Regions from separate parts of the Mus musculus genome. Here all the other regions are linked to region 2. The links are chromatin contacts, called in public HiChIP or PLAC-seq and promoter capture Hi-C maps. All regions are on one chromosome and are shown on one strand. Each heading gives the region's core, a stretch centred on a gene start, on an enhancer-like site or on the middle of the called end of the contact. The rest is flanking DNA. Distances are from core to core; before and after follow the strand shown. Region 1 has its middle 60 kb from the start of Apob. Region 2 holds the start of Ldah (lipid droplet associated hydrolase). Region 3 holds the start of Apob (apolipoprotein B). Region 4 overlaps Gm33037 (a long non-coding RNA gene).

Region 1 (3,625 bases), core at 690-3,189, 170 kb before region 2:
AGTTACCAGTGGTGATTAGAGTTCAAGTTTATTGTGACTAATGTAACTTTTATCTAGTGCAAGCATCTCACGTGGACCCAACTTCATCTGTGAGGCCTGACACTCCGCAGACTCACCAAAGCCAGTTGCAAGCTCCTGATGGCTCAGCCAACATCCTTGGGTCACAGACCCAAAAAGCCTGAGGTCAGTTCCCTGCCACCTCTCCAGGCCACAGCAGTCCCTTCCCTGAAATGACAGATTTGACCCAATGATCTATAAAGGTTTTCAGGTTCCAGCCAACTGCAGAGGGTTCCAACATACCAACGTCATCATAAGAACGGTAACAGGACTCATGTATAGATCATCTGGTATGCCCAGTGTCTATGACACCACAATAAATCAATAGGGACACACTGTGATCTGTATTGTGCAGATGGGAAAACTGAGGCTTGGGGTGTTAAATAGCTTTGCTTTGGTGACTTGTTTACAGCAAACTGGGCTTATAGGCTTGATCTGCATTATCTCCACAACTATGCATGGAAAACATGCTGTGTTGTTTTCACAATGACCATGGATGGCATCAGTAACGTTAGCCACTTCAGTGCTGAACACACGGCATGAGAGTCATCTTGCCTCATCTTTCACCAGCCTACAAACATGAATGTATAGTCACTCCAACCAGACCCACCTTAGCCAGAACAAACTTTCCAAATTTCTTGCCCAAGTTTATCTGTGGTAACTTCAGAATCCCTGTTTAGTACAAAGAGGGTCTCCTACTATCAAAATATTGAAATATTTTAACTGCTGTCCTGTATTCCCTAAGCTGACCACTTCCATGGACCTTATAAGCTACCCATGTCTCTGGGGGATGCTGGGTTACTTACAGTGTCTGCTCTGATTGGTAAGTGCTCCTGGGAGGCTAACTGTTAAATACCCTAAGCATCACCTCTTGACATGATAACCAACGCAGAAACACGGACATGGAGGTGCGCATGTCACATTGGCACCTGCCCTGTGTGAATAGGACACAAAAAAATGTGCAAATGCTTACGTTTAAATACAACTTACACACACACACACACAAACACACACACACACACCATCACCCCACTAGTACCCAACTCTAGCTCAATCTCTCCCTTGGTACTTCTTTCAAGTAGTTAAAAACAGCAAATATTAGTTACTTTCTTGTGACCAAATATAAGAAGCAACTTTGGAAGAAAGATTTGTTTCTAAAAGCTCTTAGGCTGAGGGAATACAGCCCATCATATCATAGAAAGCATGGTGGCAGGAACGTGAGATACTGGTCAGATTACGTCCTTAGTCAGGAAGCAGGGAGAAACAAACGCTGCTGTTTCCTGGTTTTCTCTGTTGCCTTTACTATAAAGCCCCAAACTGGCCTGTGTGATTGTGTCACCTACATCCTTTCTGCTCAGTTAGAACTTCCAGGATATCCTTACCAATATACTCAAAGATATACTGTGATGGTTTGTATATTCTTGGACCAGGGAATGGCACCATTTGGAGGTGTGGCCTTGTTGGAATAGGTGTGACCTGGTTGGAGTAGATGTGTCACTGTGGGTGTGGGCTTAATACTCTCACCCTAAGTGCCTGGAAGACAGTCTTCCACTAGCAGCCTTTGGATGAAGATGTAGAACTCTCAGCTCGGCCTGTGCCATGCCTGCCTGGATACTGTCATGCTCCCACCTTGATGATAATGGACTGAATCTCTAAACCTGTAAGCCAGCCCCAATTAAATGTTTTTATAAGACTTGCCTTGGTCATGGTGTCTGTTCACAGCAGTAAAACCCTAACTAAGTCATATACCTTATTGAACCCCAAGGTGTTTTTTAATTAATTAATTGATCTTATTTCTTCTTCTTCTTTGAGACTGGGTCTCACTATGTAGCCTTTCTGGTCTATGACCTGGTATGAGGCTGGCCTCAGAATTGTGGCAATCTTCCCCTTTTGCCTCCTGAGTACTGGGACTCCAGCCATGTGCCAGCATACTCAGTTCCCTAGGTGTTTATTGATCCAATCAAGTTAATAATAAAAATTAAGTGAAAGTCGAAATTAACCATTACACACCCCCCATGAAGCTCACTGTAAGCCTCTACTCCTGAAATTCTTTCTGCTCCCCAACACCCTCTTGCCCAGTCTCTAGAAAGCAAGGCTATAATACATGATCCCTACAAGTGGACATGACGGAGCAACCATAGCCAAATGACTGATCCTTGAGAAGGAAAGCCAATAGAAAGCCCTGTTATCTGACCTAGAGTGCCCTGCACAGAACTCACACACTGAACCCTAAACTGGTAACCACACCTCAACTAGAAGAGACAAAAAGCACTCAGAGGACTCTGGACTGGAGACCAAACCTCTGCCAGGCCAAGAACTGCACTGGGCAAGCCAGACTCTAACAACCAAATCCCCACTGCTGAGGTGCACACGGGATGGGAGGAGAGGGGGCCTGCATGAAATCTGACATGTTGCCCCAGCATCTTCACTAAGTGAAATGTTTTACAAAGACTGCTGTGCATCCTAGAGATGAGCCAAGAGTGCCTGGGTGGGCTGCTCTTCTGTACATCTCCTGAGCCTTCCCTGTGAGTATAAGGAACCTTGAGTAGAGGGAACCAAGATGAGCCTTGGCATTGTCCTTTGGCTAGGGTAGCAACGTTGTCGTTTAGCATGTCATAAAACTCTGCTTGGTTTAGTCTGTTCCTCCAGGGAGACAACTCTACAGCTCCCCACCCCCAACCCCCGAGAGCCTTTCCTACTCTTTGGACTGTTCTTGCTGAAATATAACAGAGGCAGCCCTGTGTGCCTTTTTCCATCAGCAGACTCTGGGAGGACTCTCCATTTCCCCTTTTGCACCTGTCCTTTACCACTGGGTGACATTGGCTGGAGTATGAGATGGGGATCTGAAGTTGTCCCCCATTTGTGCTCAGGGTTGATTTGCACAGTTCCTTGAGTTCTTTGCATAGGAAGGATTCTGTGTCAGGGGTAGCTTGCTAGAGTCAGACATTCTGAAGACATCCTACCAGGGACCATGCAGGAGAGCAAATCCTTCACCAAGAGGAGGTCACAATGGTTTCCAATCCTAGAATCATGAAAGGCACTACAATTCTTCCTATGAACTCTAAGCTATGGTTTTGCCTCTGAGATCACATGTCTCTGGAAAGTTCTCTGACAAATAATTCAAACAGGAAGAGATTCATGTGGTCCTAGTACCCAAATACCTGGTTGCAGAAGTCACAGAGGCTAAGAGCCATGATATTACTGTAGGATATGGGGACATAACCCTATGGCCAAAGCTACTTCAGGAACAACCAAAAGCTGTGAATACAATTGTCTCTTCTAGTTGAGGTATATAGATGTTATCCCGACTTTGGTGTGAGTCTATCAATAATGAGGCTCTCAAAATCTGGCATCCATGCAATGGTTCTCCAAATGTATGAAACGTCTGTCATCGTCATTCTGTCCCGAGACTAACAGGCCTAATAGAAGTAGCCAATGCTACTTGACAGATGCAAGTTCCAATTCTCATGACCTCTGACCTCTGGCCTTTGGCTCACTGAGGCTTTGAGAGTGATTCCTCCTATATACAGCAGACCCTGAAAAGCTTAATCACTGGGGATAAAGCCAG
Region 2 (3,131 bases), core at 229-2,728:
TTAGTAAGAACATGTATATTCCAAAAGTAGATGGCCCAGAGAAAACATGAAGAATACAGAAACTGCTGCAAGTAACCTGAGCCTAGCTCTCCTAACTAACTGTGGGAAAGTCAGTTTCTTCGCACCTCATTTTACACTGCAGTTAACAGAAATAATCTCTGGCCAACTATAAAGTCTGAATTGCTTCAGTTATTTCTGGCACAGGTTCAGTGAAATCAGAAACATAAATCACCTAGATGCTACATCGTAGATGCATATCCAAGAATTAAAAGAAATCCTGCACCAATGCATTCTGTCATGTAGTCTATGGATGAAAGAAGGATGGAACAGATACCCAGAAAGACGCCCTTGATATGTCAGTAGTCCTTTAACAGCATTACTGGCAGGAAATTTACACACATAAAACTGACACCACTTGGTACATATCCTATGGTCACCGTAACATAATCATTTACTTTTATGTATTTATATCTCCAAACTCTAGTGATCACTTGTTAATACTGACCACACTGAAATGCTAAGGGTTTAAAAATTAGTTCATGAAAAACTCTTAACACAATGAATATCTTTTTCTATATTCATTAAATGTTACCTATTGGATGTGGAAAGTAGAAGTGATAAAAAAGGGTTATGAAGATATTTATCGGTTTACATTCCACAGCTAGTTGGATGTTGGTTCAGTAGTTATGAGCACTAACTCCTTTTCCACAGGATTTAGGATTGATTCTCAGCACCCACATGGTGACCCATAGGCTTATGTGGTTCAGGTCCCAGGGAACCCAGTGCCCTCTTCCAGCGTCCATAGGCTCCAGGCTACTAATATACAAAAAGATTTTTAAGTTAAAATATAAGTGATGTTGGTACTATCACCGAGGTGCTGGATACAAGCGCAAAGCTTTTCCATGTGTGATAATTACTATGGGTTTTTTTTTTCTTTCTTTCTAAGTTCCATGCTTCTTCTGGCTATAATACTGCCATATTGGCGACAGTATTTTGGGGGACAGAAATACACTGATTGCCTACAATTGTACCAAGTGTTGAGGATACTATCTTGAAGTTTGTAGTAAGCTGGAAATAGCTCTGGAAGGTCGCATTATCCTGAATATGAAACTGAATACTATATGAAGTTGAATACTAGCACTAAGGTCAGCTGAGAGTCAACTTTCCTGTGATCATGAGTCAGGAATGAAAAGCAACTGGTGGTGGAAGAAAGGAAAAGTGGGCAGATGGGGGGGGGGGGGGGAATGAAAGAACCTCCAAAGAGAGGAAAAACTCGTTTACCAAAACGACAAAGAACAGAGAGCGGGTAAAATTCAGGTGGTATGCTAGAAACGCTCTATGTGCTGCTCCCAGCAATCTCGCTGACTATAAACCACCTACCCATCAAGCTGCCACCCAAACTCTCACACGGGAGATCCTTGCAAAGCGTTCTACGGGTCCCGACTTCCGGGACCGGCGCGGCGCGGCGCTGTGACGTCAGTACAGGCGGAACTTCCGGGTCTGGTGAGGCTTTGCCGAGACGTCGGCGGACGACCCCAATACCTTGTGAGTGGGCAGGTGAGGTGATGCTGCCAGTACTGTGTGGTTTGTCTGAGGAAGGGCACGTGGGCTGCGCATGGGGTGGTGCTAGGATAACTGAGCTGCCATCACCCCGCGTGCACAGCCGCTAGGCCGTGCGGTACGCGATGGCACTACACTCGCCCGACCTGTGGCCAGGTCGCCAGAGGCTCCCTGGGTAAGGATAAGCCAATGCGCTGGCAGCCAGCCTTCTAGAAATAAATCCAAGTCTGCGCTGGGGCTCCCCAGGCATCTGTGGTCGACACTGTCCCTCGTGGATTCTCCTGAGAAATCTGCTGACATTAAAATTACCTTTACCCTTGCATATGATGTGTTGTTTCACTGCTTTTAACTTTTTTTTTTATTTTAGTTTTACAAAATGCATGGCTTCTAATAGTATAGTATACATTTCCCCAGCTTGAGAAGCTCAGCTTCTTGAATCTGTAGATTTATGCCCTTCCCAATTTTGAGAAGTTTCCAGATACTCTTTCTTAAAACGTGTGTTTTAGCCCCACATTGCCTTCTCTGAAACTCTAGTTGCATGAATTTTAGGTCATTTGTCATTGTAGTACAAGTCCCGGGGCTACTGCTGAGTTTTTAGACTGTTTCCCACCAATTCAGGTTTGTAAATTTTGTGGATCTATCCACGTTCTCTCATCTCGTTCTTTGTTGATACTACTCTGCTGATAATCCACCCCATAAGTTTTGTTCTTTCAATTATTACTTTTAAATTCCTTGCTCTTGTTTCTTATATAATATTTATGGTAGCTTCTGACCTTTAGTGTGCTCTTACATTTTTCTGGGCTTTGCTGTCTTCTTAGAAGAATATTTTAATCAAGCTCTTTCTTACTTTGGGAAACTATTACATTCCAGGTGCCTTCAACATTTTTCTAAACTACTTTGATGAAGAAGTTGGAATGTTAGTAGGAGAGACTTTTAAGATCATCATGGGCAAAATATCAGGTCACTTTTTCTGAAACGTTGTATTGTATGCCTGTGTCATAAAGGGTCAATATGCTTATCAGTGTGTTGTGAGCTAATGCTATGTGACTAGTGAGGTGAGGTCCTAAGAGGTGAGGCAACTTTGTTCTCAACCTCAGGAGGCAGCCTACATGCACTGCAAGAACCTATTAAAATTGGCCATGTGAAAAGATTAAATATGAATTAAATATAAGATTATGTGTTCAACCTATTTTTGTTTTAGAGCATTCATTGTTAAGCTTATCAATAAAGGTACTTCCAGATGACCCCTGTCCCAGTGAACAAGTCAAAGCCAGCTGTTGAGTTTTTCTTAGCTAACTCTACTTTGGATTGTTCCAAAACTGCCTGTGCTGTACTCTATAAATTTCTAACCCACACAATCTGTGAGAATATAACATATCTTCAGGTATTAAGTTTTATGGTGGTATGTCATGTACCAAGAATAAATGAAATCCCTTGTATTTTCTAGGAACCTTTTATTTATTTTTTTTTAAAGATTTATTTATTTACTATATGTAAGTACACTGTAGCTATCTTCAGACACTCCAGAAGAGGGCATCAGATCTCATTACAGATGGTTGTGAGCCACCATG
Region 3 (3,435 bases), core at 683-3,182, 230 kb before region 2:
GCTAACAATAGGTCATGGGCTTCCTCTGTCAGCAACAGAGAGAGTCTGGACTTTGTTCATTTACTGTAATCCTTCCCCTTCTCATTTCTGTTTCTCTTCTCGCCCAGTTCCCCTGGAGCAAAGCGGGGAAGCAGAACCATTTCCAAACACTAACAGTGTTAGTTCCGTGCTCAGAGAAAAGAGGCTTCCGAGTAATAACTTTACCCGTCCTTTAGTGCTGTGGGTCTTGGCTAGCCTTCAGGTGAGACCCCTAAAATGACCACCTTTGGACATGGGCATGCACAACCCAAAGCAGCAAACCACTAAAGGGAGTTTAGCTGCCCATGGGGAATTTGTAGCTACAGTCACCATCTCAGTGAGGACAGATATGAAGAGTCAGGCACAGAGAGTGACTAAATGTGATGATGAGTCTCTTCTGAGAAAATGGGAGGGTGTGTTTGCTCAAGGGAGGCTGTGTCTGCTGCTCTATGGGTCCATAGCCGATGCTCTAGAAGCATCGGGGAGACTCATCAGAACATTTGAACGATTCCAAAAGAAGCTTGCCACATGAATCAAGCAGAAGTGCCACACTGTAGGTCCTGGACAGAAAGTGCTTGCCCTATGACCAAGAGGACCTGAGTACAGCGCTCACTGGATAAAGACAGACACAGCATACTCTTGGAGCCCCAGGGCTGAGGACTTGGACACACAGTCCTTGGAGCTTGCTGCAGCTGGTCAAGTCAAGCTAGTTAGCGAGTTCCAGGATCAGTGCCTCAAAAGCTAAGGTAAAGAGTGATTTTGAAAATCACTCAAGGGCTGGAGAGATGGCTCAGTGGTTAAGAGCACTGACTACTCTTCCGAAGGTCCTGAGTTCAAATCCCAGCAACCACATGGTGGCTCACAACCATCTATAATAAGATCTGATGCCCTCTTCTGGTGTGTCTGAAGACAGCTACATTGTGTTCACATATAATAAATAAATCTTTAAAAAAAAAAAAAAAAAAAAAAAACACTCAAAGTTGGCTTATGGCCTCTGTATGCATGTACACAGGTTCATGCATTTCTATGCGTGCATGCCCATGAACCTATATATACACGCACACACACACACACACACACACACACACACACCTGACATACTCTAACGACTTTTGTCCCTAGGCTACGACCCATTTCCACTCCTCTGGCTCCAAACACCCATACAGAGTGATGTTCGCCATGCCCTGCTCACCCAAAGCTCCCTGTCTGTGGGGCAGATTGCCTCGCCACTAGACTGGAGGTGCTAAGACCACACAGCCCATCACAGACATTCGCCTTCCAGACCATCACAATTCCACCCCACCAGCTTTCTTCCATGACTGGCGCTGCCCACAGTGGACCCCGGGAGCTGATCATCTCTGGGCCCCCCTCTTCACTAGTTTTCTGTGAGACTTGGACACCAAACCCAAGCACACACCAGACTTCCCCCTTTCTCTTCCCACCTTGCTAAATTAGTTAGGACAGGATTGTTTATTCAAAACCAAAGTCCACCAAAATGGGAAGGAGCTTAGGAAGAAGCCCCCACCAGTGCGTAAAGAACATTTTTCCAAAGGGCTCCGGAGTCAGAGCAGGAGCGGGGTACAGGGTATGACATCATCCCTATGGTTGGTGGTCTCCTGGAGAAAGTCAGGGCATGCTGACGGGATAATAAGTCCACTATCGACCTGCGACCCCCTGAGGAAAGAAACACAAGTTCGGGGGTGGGGGGAGCCCCAGGTGGCGGCGTTTGAACCAGCAGTGAGACCACCATCAGATCCAGTCTTATCCACCTAGAAATGCGCTTGTATGGAAAAGCAAACAGGCCCGGGCCGTGCCCTTTGGACCTTTGGCAATTCTCCTTAAGCCAGCTCCTCCTATAAATGGAGCACTTTTCAAAGGGCCAGGCAGTCTCATCAGTGCCTGCAGTGGATCAAGTACCTGCCTGAGCTCCGCCTCCGAAGACCCTGTAGAGCAAGCAGCAGGGGCTAGGCCCGTGGCCAGGCCACAGCCAGGAAGCCACCCCACCATCCATCCGCCATGGGCCCACGAAAGCCTGCCCTGCGGACGCCGTTACTGCTGCTGTTCCTGCTACTGTTCTTGGACACCAGCGTCTGGGCTCGTGAGTTAGGGTGGAAGCCTGGGAGAAAGCCAGCGTGGGGACAGAGCGCTGGGCTGTGCTACAGACCACCAGTTACATCCTGGGGTAGAAACTGGTGGCAGGCTGGCTATTAGGTAGCTTGGGCTAGGTGAGAGGGAAGGCAGCCGCAGGGTCCTAGGGAGGGGGCGGGGGGTGATGAAAAAAACAAGATCTAGCAGGCTCCTGGGTTCCGGGTGAGGGCACTGTACAGGGGAGTTAGAAAGAAGGCTCTGGATAGCTCTAAGATAATTTAGGTTGTGAGGGCTCCCTCCTGTCAGGCCATGGAACCCACTGGAAAACACAAGAAAGCCAAGGTTCTCCTTTTCTCTTACAGAAGATGAAGTCCTGGAAAACTTAAGCTTCAGCTGTCCAAGTAAGGCATTTTTCACTGGCCGCCTTGGTACTTCTCACCCTGACGCTCCTCTCCATCCACCCTCCTGTGCCCCCGTTCCTCCCACGTAGAACCCGTTTGCTTGCTCGGATTAGGAAGCACTGCTCAGACCCCTGCAAGTGAAGACTTTGAGTCTCTGTGCACCCAGACTCCTCCAACAAAGGATCTCTGCTCTTTGTGTATTGCCTTTCTTGTCTGTACCAAGACTTGGTTCTGAAGTGGGGTAGCGATGAGACTGTGGGCACTGTAGAGAGACATTGCTGTGCTGTTTATCGATGACTAATCACTGATTCAGAGTATGTGAGGATGAAGAAATGCCGACTTTAACCTTTGTGCAGAACACCAGACCCCTCCACCCCTTCCTATTTACTCTACCCTAGGGGTCAGAGGATCAGGCTTTGCCGCAATACCCAGCTTCCTCCGCAGAGCGCTAGGATTGGCCTCTCCTCTGATGGGGCAGCATCTCCATCTGGTGGCCATATGGCAGTACTACATCCGGGTTCCTAACCAGTTATTTTTCTCACAATCAAAAAATTCCTGTCATGGACAGTGGAATCTGCCAGAAGTTTCTTTTTATGGAGGGGGTTTCTAGAAGTCAACCAGACAGCCTTAACAGCTAACTTTGTGTCCGGTACTTCATAGGTTCTAGTCACGATAGCATTTTCAAACTGAGAAAACACTTAGCCCTGTCCCTTTGATAACTTAAAATTTCAAAGGCTCATCACATGGATTTCTGCAGTTCCATTTAATCGATGCTTGGCCCTCCCTTTCGTGGAATCCCAAATGATTAAACACCATTCTCAGCCAAGATGGTGGCGATGTTAAGTCTATAGAGACCAATGGTGTGTAGTACAAAGTCAAGCACAACTAACTCGTGCTCAGTGACCTTTATCGCCTGTGCCACGGTCCC
Region 4 (3,163 bases), core at 482-2,981, 140 kb before region 2:
ACTCACTGATAGATGTCAGTGGGGCTCATGTGAGGAATGAATCTGAACCAAGAGTCTGAGACACCTTGTGGTTCTAGCAAAAGTGAGCTAAGACACAGTCTTTTGTTTTGAATTCAGAGTGATTGGACTAACAGGGCTCATACACAAAAGGCTGCTGGTGAAGACCTCTCTATTCCTGCCCCTAGTGCTTTATGGTTTGACACCAATGGGATGCTTTTAGAGGCCAAGGAGAGAAAGAAGTTGAAGGGTACATCTGAGTCCCTTGAGTGGTCAGGTGGCATCGCTTTGGCACTTGATGCTTGCTCTGTCCTAATTAATTATAGACTCTCCAACTAGAATGCCTGAAACCCCACACGTCATAGAATACCAGGTATCTCAGACCTCCAAGGAGGGTGACCTTTGCTAGCGTGTGGATGCCAGTGGCTCTTGGAAGCCCATAAGCTATTTTCAAGGTTTTTCTGTTGTTAAGGCCAGGAAATCATCATGTGCCCCCTTTGACTGGCCAACATGTTAAGTCCCGGGAACAAACCAAATCCCAATTGTGAATTTCTAGGTCACAAGAGGCCATGGATTAATCAGACTATTTACAAAACCCTGTCAACACACGCCAGAGGGAACAAGACAGTTGATGCCAGTGACATTTTGTGGATTTCTTGTAGCATGTTTTGACCATCCTTTTCTTATTAAACATTCAAATCCTTGTCATGTCCTCTAACACGGGGTTTTGCTGTCTGCTCACCCGCTGAGGACCAGTAATCTAAGACACATGCCTGGAGCCACACAGAGCTGAAAGCCCCCAGGGTCCAATTCCACCACAGCATGCACACTGCACAGACACACAGCAGACCTTTCCTGCGCCAATGCTTCCAAGCGTGTACTGTGAGATGCTCCCCTGAGAATCGGTCCCTCGGCTCCAGCTTTCCCTGCAGAACTATCTTCCCGTGGCTTTCACACAGAGGGCCTGCTTATCAGAAGGACTTTACGACATTACCACGGCAGGTGCCATCCTAATAATCAGGGTTTAGAGTCAAAACAAAGATAATCAGGGTTTATAGTCAAAACTGTAATAATTAGTTTTCATTGTCAACTTGTCTAGATTTGAAGTCACCCAGGAGACTGATAACATATGGCCCTAGATTTGTCTATGAGATTGCTTCCAGGGAAGACCTTCCCTGAGTGTGGACAATACCATCTCAGAGGCTAGAGTCCAGAAGAAATAAAAGAAGAAAGGAGAAAGGCAGGCAAGGAAAAGCATTTCCATCTCTCTTATTTCTGGTTAGTCATGCAGCAGGTATCTTCTTTCCACTATACACTCCCATGACTATAGCATCCTGCTCAGGTACAGGAGACCAAGCAAGAATAGATGGATGGATAGATGAATGGAGGGAAATGTTTGAAACCATGAGCCAAAACAAATCCTGTCTCCCTCCCCTAAGCTGTTTCTGTTAAGTGTAAAGAGCATAGAAGCTAACACATACCCCTTCCCATAGAGGAAAGAGGCTCACAGTGATTTATTGCACAGTGTTGGGCCCCGGCCTCAACTCTAATTCCCATGTTCACCAACTAGATTTTGTTCACCTTGTCTCTCTGGATGCTATACAATCCGTTCTGTAAAGGTGTAACCTTAATTGTAAAAGTCATATTCCAGCAACACCCTTCTTGCCCTGTGCTGAGCCTCCGGATTGCAAGACGCAGTGGCAGTGCTGGAGCTGTCTGGGATCGCTTCCAATGAATACGTGCTCAGGAATGTTGTAAGGTCTGAGTTAAGGAGTTGGCATTTCATAATTGCCTGTGGGTGAAAGTATTTATGCCAAGGAAATGGGCAAACAGGGATCAAAAATAAAGGCTTCCTCTCTCCCCTCCACCAGGGAGACGGTTTATTTGCTTTCCAGAAAGGGTCACAGTGACCATAAAGAGAGAGAAGTCCTCTCAGGACCCTTAGTCACATAAGACAGAAGTCAACACTGATAGATCTAAGTAGAGATGGGCTGTTAGGAAAAGTAGGACTTGGATAGTCTACAGAACCCACAGGAAATATGTAGAGCTGAAACAGGCTTGAACCCAGAGCAGCAAGGCAGAAGACACCATAAAATTCTCAGTTTCCTCTACCACTGCACACTTGGCCCTAGGCACGGCCAACCCTCTTTAACAGAGAAAATCCTAAAACATTCTTTCGCCTTGACCTCCCTTGATCCAGTTCTGAAGAGATGTCTTTGATTGACAGGCTTTAAGCAGGTCTATCCAGTAGTCAGTGTCACATAAAGCAATTCCTTCGTGGTTCCTGCTTCTACCGCAGAAGGCTGAGACTGGTCCTGATTGTCCTGAACTGACAGTGTGCTAACAGCTTCACTGCAGGAAAAACTCCACTCAAACCTGCTGGCTACAGAGCTGATGGGCCCCAGGGCAATTAAAAAAAGCCTCTCTCAAATATTTTTCCCATATGGACAAAAGTTTTCTCTGCAGTTTACCCAAATACCAATAACTTCGCAGATAAAATATTTTAAATGCATAGATCCCTCTCAGAACCAGTCCTTACCATCCTGACCTCCTTGGCCCCAGTGGTATCACAATAACACACACACACAGAGACAGAGACAGAGACAGAGACAGACAGACAGACAGACAGACAAACAGACAGACACATATACACACACACATATGCAGAGACAGAGTCAAACAGACACACACACACACACAGACAGACAGAGACAGACAGACAGACACACACACACACACACACACACACACACACACACACACACACATCCACACCCGTCAATGTGCAATGTGGAGCTAACATTTCCCTCCTACCCTCTCAATTTGGTTCAACTGACAAAGCAGAAGTAACTCTTAATCACATGCATTAGTGTAAGATTTAAGCATGGATAATACAGAACAGCAGGTAACCCGAAAAACCTTTCCATGTGGCTCCAGGATATAACATATGAGTCATTAATTATACAGAAGAATTAGAATTGCCTATGTAAATTGTGACCACAAGACGGATAGTTGCAAGGCTGCAAGTCCAATTCTGTGCTAACTTTCAGCTATATAAATTATAACATCAGCAGTATCCAAGGAGCTTTCTAGTACACAGCCAGTGCAACTGTGTATTGGGGCTGCTAGGGACGATTAGGAAAGGGAGATGGAATGAGGAAACAAT

What was found. Promoter capture Hi-C pulls out the DNA fragments that hold promoters and counts their contacts. HiChIP or PLAC-seq counts read pairs in DNA pulled down with a chosen protein or histone mark.
Region 1: a contact with region 2 is called in a promoter capture Hi-C map of liver. The contact joins the enhancer-like site here to the promoter of Ldah in region 2. A contact is called at or near these places in 8 of 39 promoter capture datasets (the 3T3-L1 cell line, 3T3-L1-derived adipocytes, cranial neural crest and 4 more), 4 of 484 Hi-C or Micro-C datasets (the AML12 cell line, the AtT-20 cell line, liver and 1 more), 4 of 115 datasets of contacts at active chromatin or transcription factors (bone marrow-derived macrophages, embryonic stem cells, epiblast stem cells and 1 more) and 2 of 9 other capture datasets (liver and pancreatic islet).
Region 3: a promoter capture Hi-C map of liver shows a contact between it and region 2. The contact joins the promoter of Apob here to the promoter of Ldah in region 2. A contact is called at or near these places in 4 of 39 promoter capture datasets (embryonic stem cells, liver and neural stem cells), 1 of 484 Hi-C or Micro-C datasets (megakaryocyte progenitors), 2 of 115 datasets of contacts at active chromatin or transcription factors (embryonic stem cells and stem cell-derived neural progenitor cells) and 1 of 9 other capture datasets (adipose tissue).
Region 4: a contact with region 2 is called in an H3K27ac HiChIP or PLAC-seq map of embryonic fibroblasts, with 12 read pairs. The contact joins the enhancer-like site here to the promoter of Ldah in region 2. A contact is called at or near these places in 6 of 39 promoter capture datasets (the 3T3-L1 cell line, 3T3-L1-derived adipocytes, cranial neural crest and 2 more), 4 of 484 Hi-C or Micro-C datasets (cochlea, cortical neurons, nephron progenitors and 1 more), 7 of 115 datasets of contacts at active chromatin or transcription factors (embryonic fibroblasts, embryonic stem cells, pancreatic cancer cells and 2 more) and 3 of 9 other capture datasets (adipose tissue, embryonic stem cells and pancreatic islet).

Annotation. Positions count from the first base shown.
Region 1 is chr12:8,036,297-8,039,921 of GRCm38.p6, forward strand. No RefSeq gene overlaps it. Among named protein-coding and RNA genes, the nearest start is that of Apob, 60 kb to the left of the region's middle. Within about 2 kb of position 1,940, at least 2 of the 459 cell types and tissues checked have an H3K27ac peak or open chromatin away from gene starts, as enhancers often do. A contact at or near this core is called in liver, where this site is marked.
Region 2 is chr12:8,206,648-8,209,778 of GRCm38.p6, forward strand. Ldah (lipid droplet associated hydrolase) reads left to right here and starts at 1,479. Exons shown (of 7, transcript NM_001364261.1): 1 at 1,479-1,557. It overlaps Gm33037 (a long non-coding RNA gene), which reads right to left and starts at 1,486. Exons shown (of 4, transcript XR_381233.4): 1 at 1,381-1,486.
Region 3 is chr12:7,975,745-7,979,179 of GRCm38.p6, forward strand. It overlaps Apob (apolipoprotein B), which reads left to right and starts at 1,933. Exons shown (of 29, transcript NM_009693.2): 1 at 1,933-2,116; 2 at 2,469-2,507. The coding sequence starts at 2,035.
Region 4 is chr12:8,069,235-8,072,397 of GRCm38.p6, forward strand. The region is part of intron 2 of Gm33037 (a long non-coding RNA gene); the gene reads right to left. Among named protein-coding and RNA genes, the nearest start is that of Apob, 93 kb to the left of the region's middle. Within about 2 kb of position 1,732, at least 36 of the 459 cell types and tissues checked have an H3K27ac peak or open chromatin away from gene starts, as enhancers often do. A contact at or near this core is called in adipose tissue, embryonic fibroblasts and pancreatic cancer cells, where this site is marked.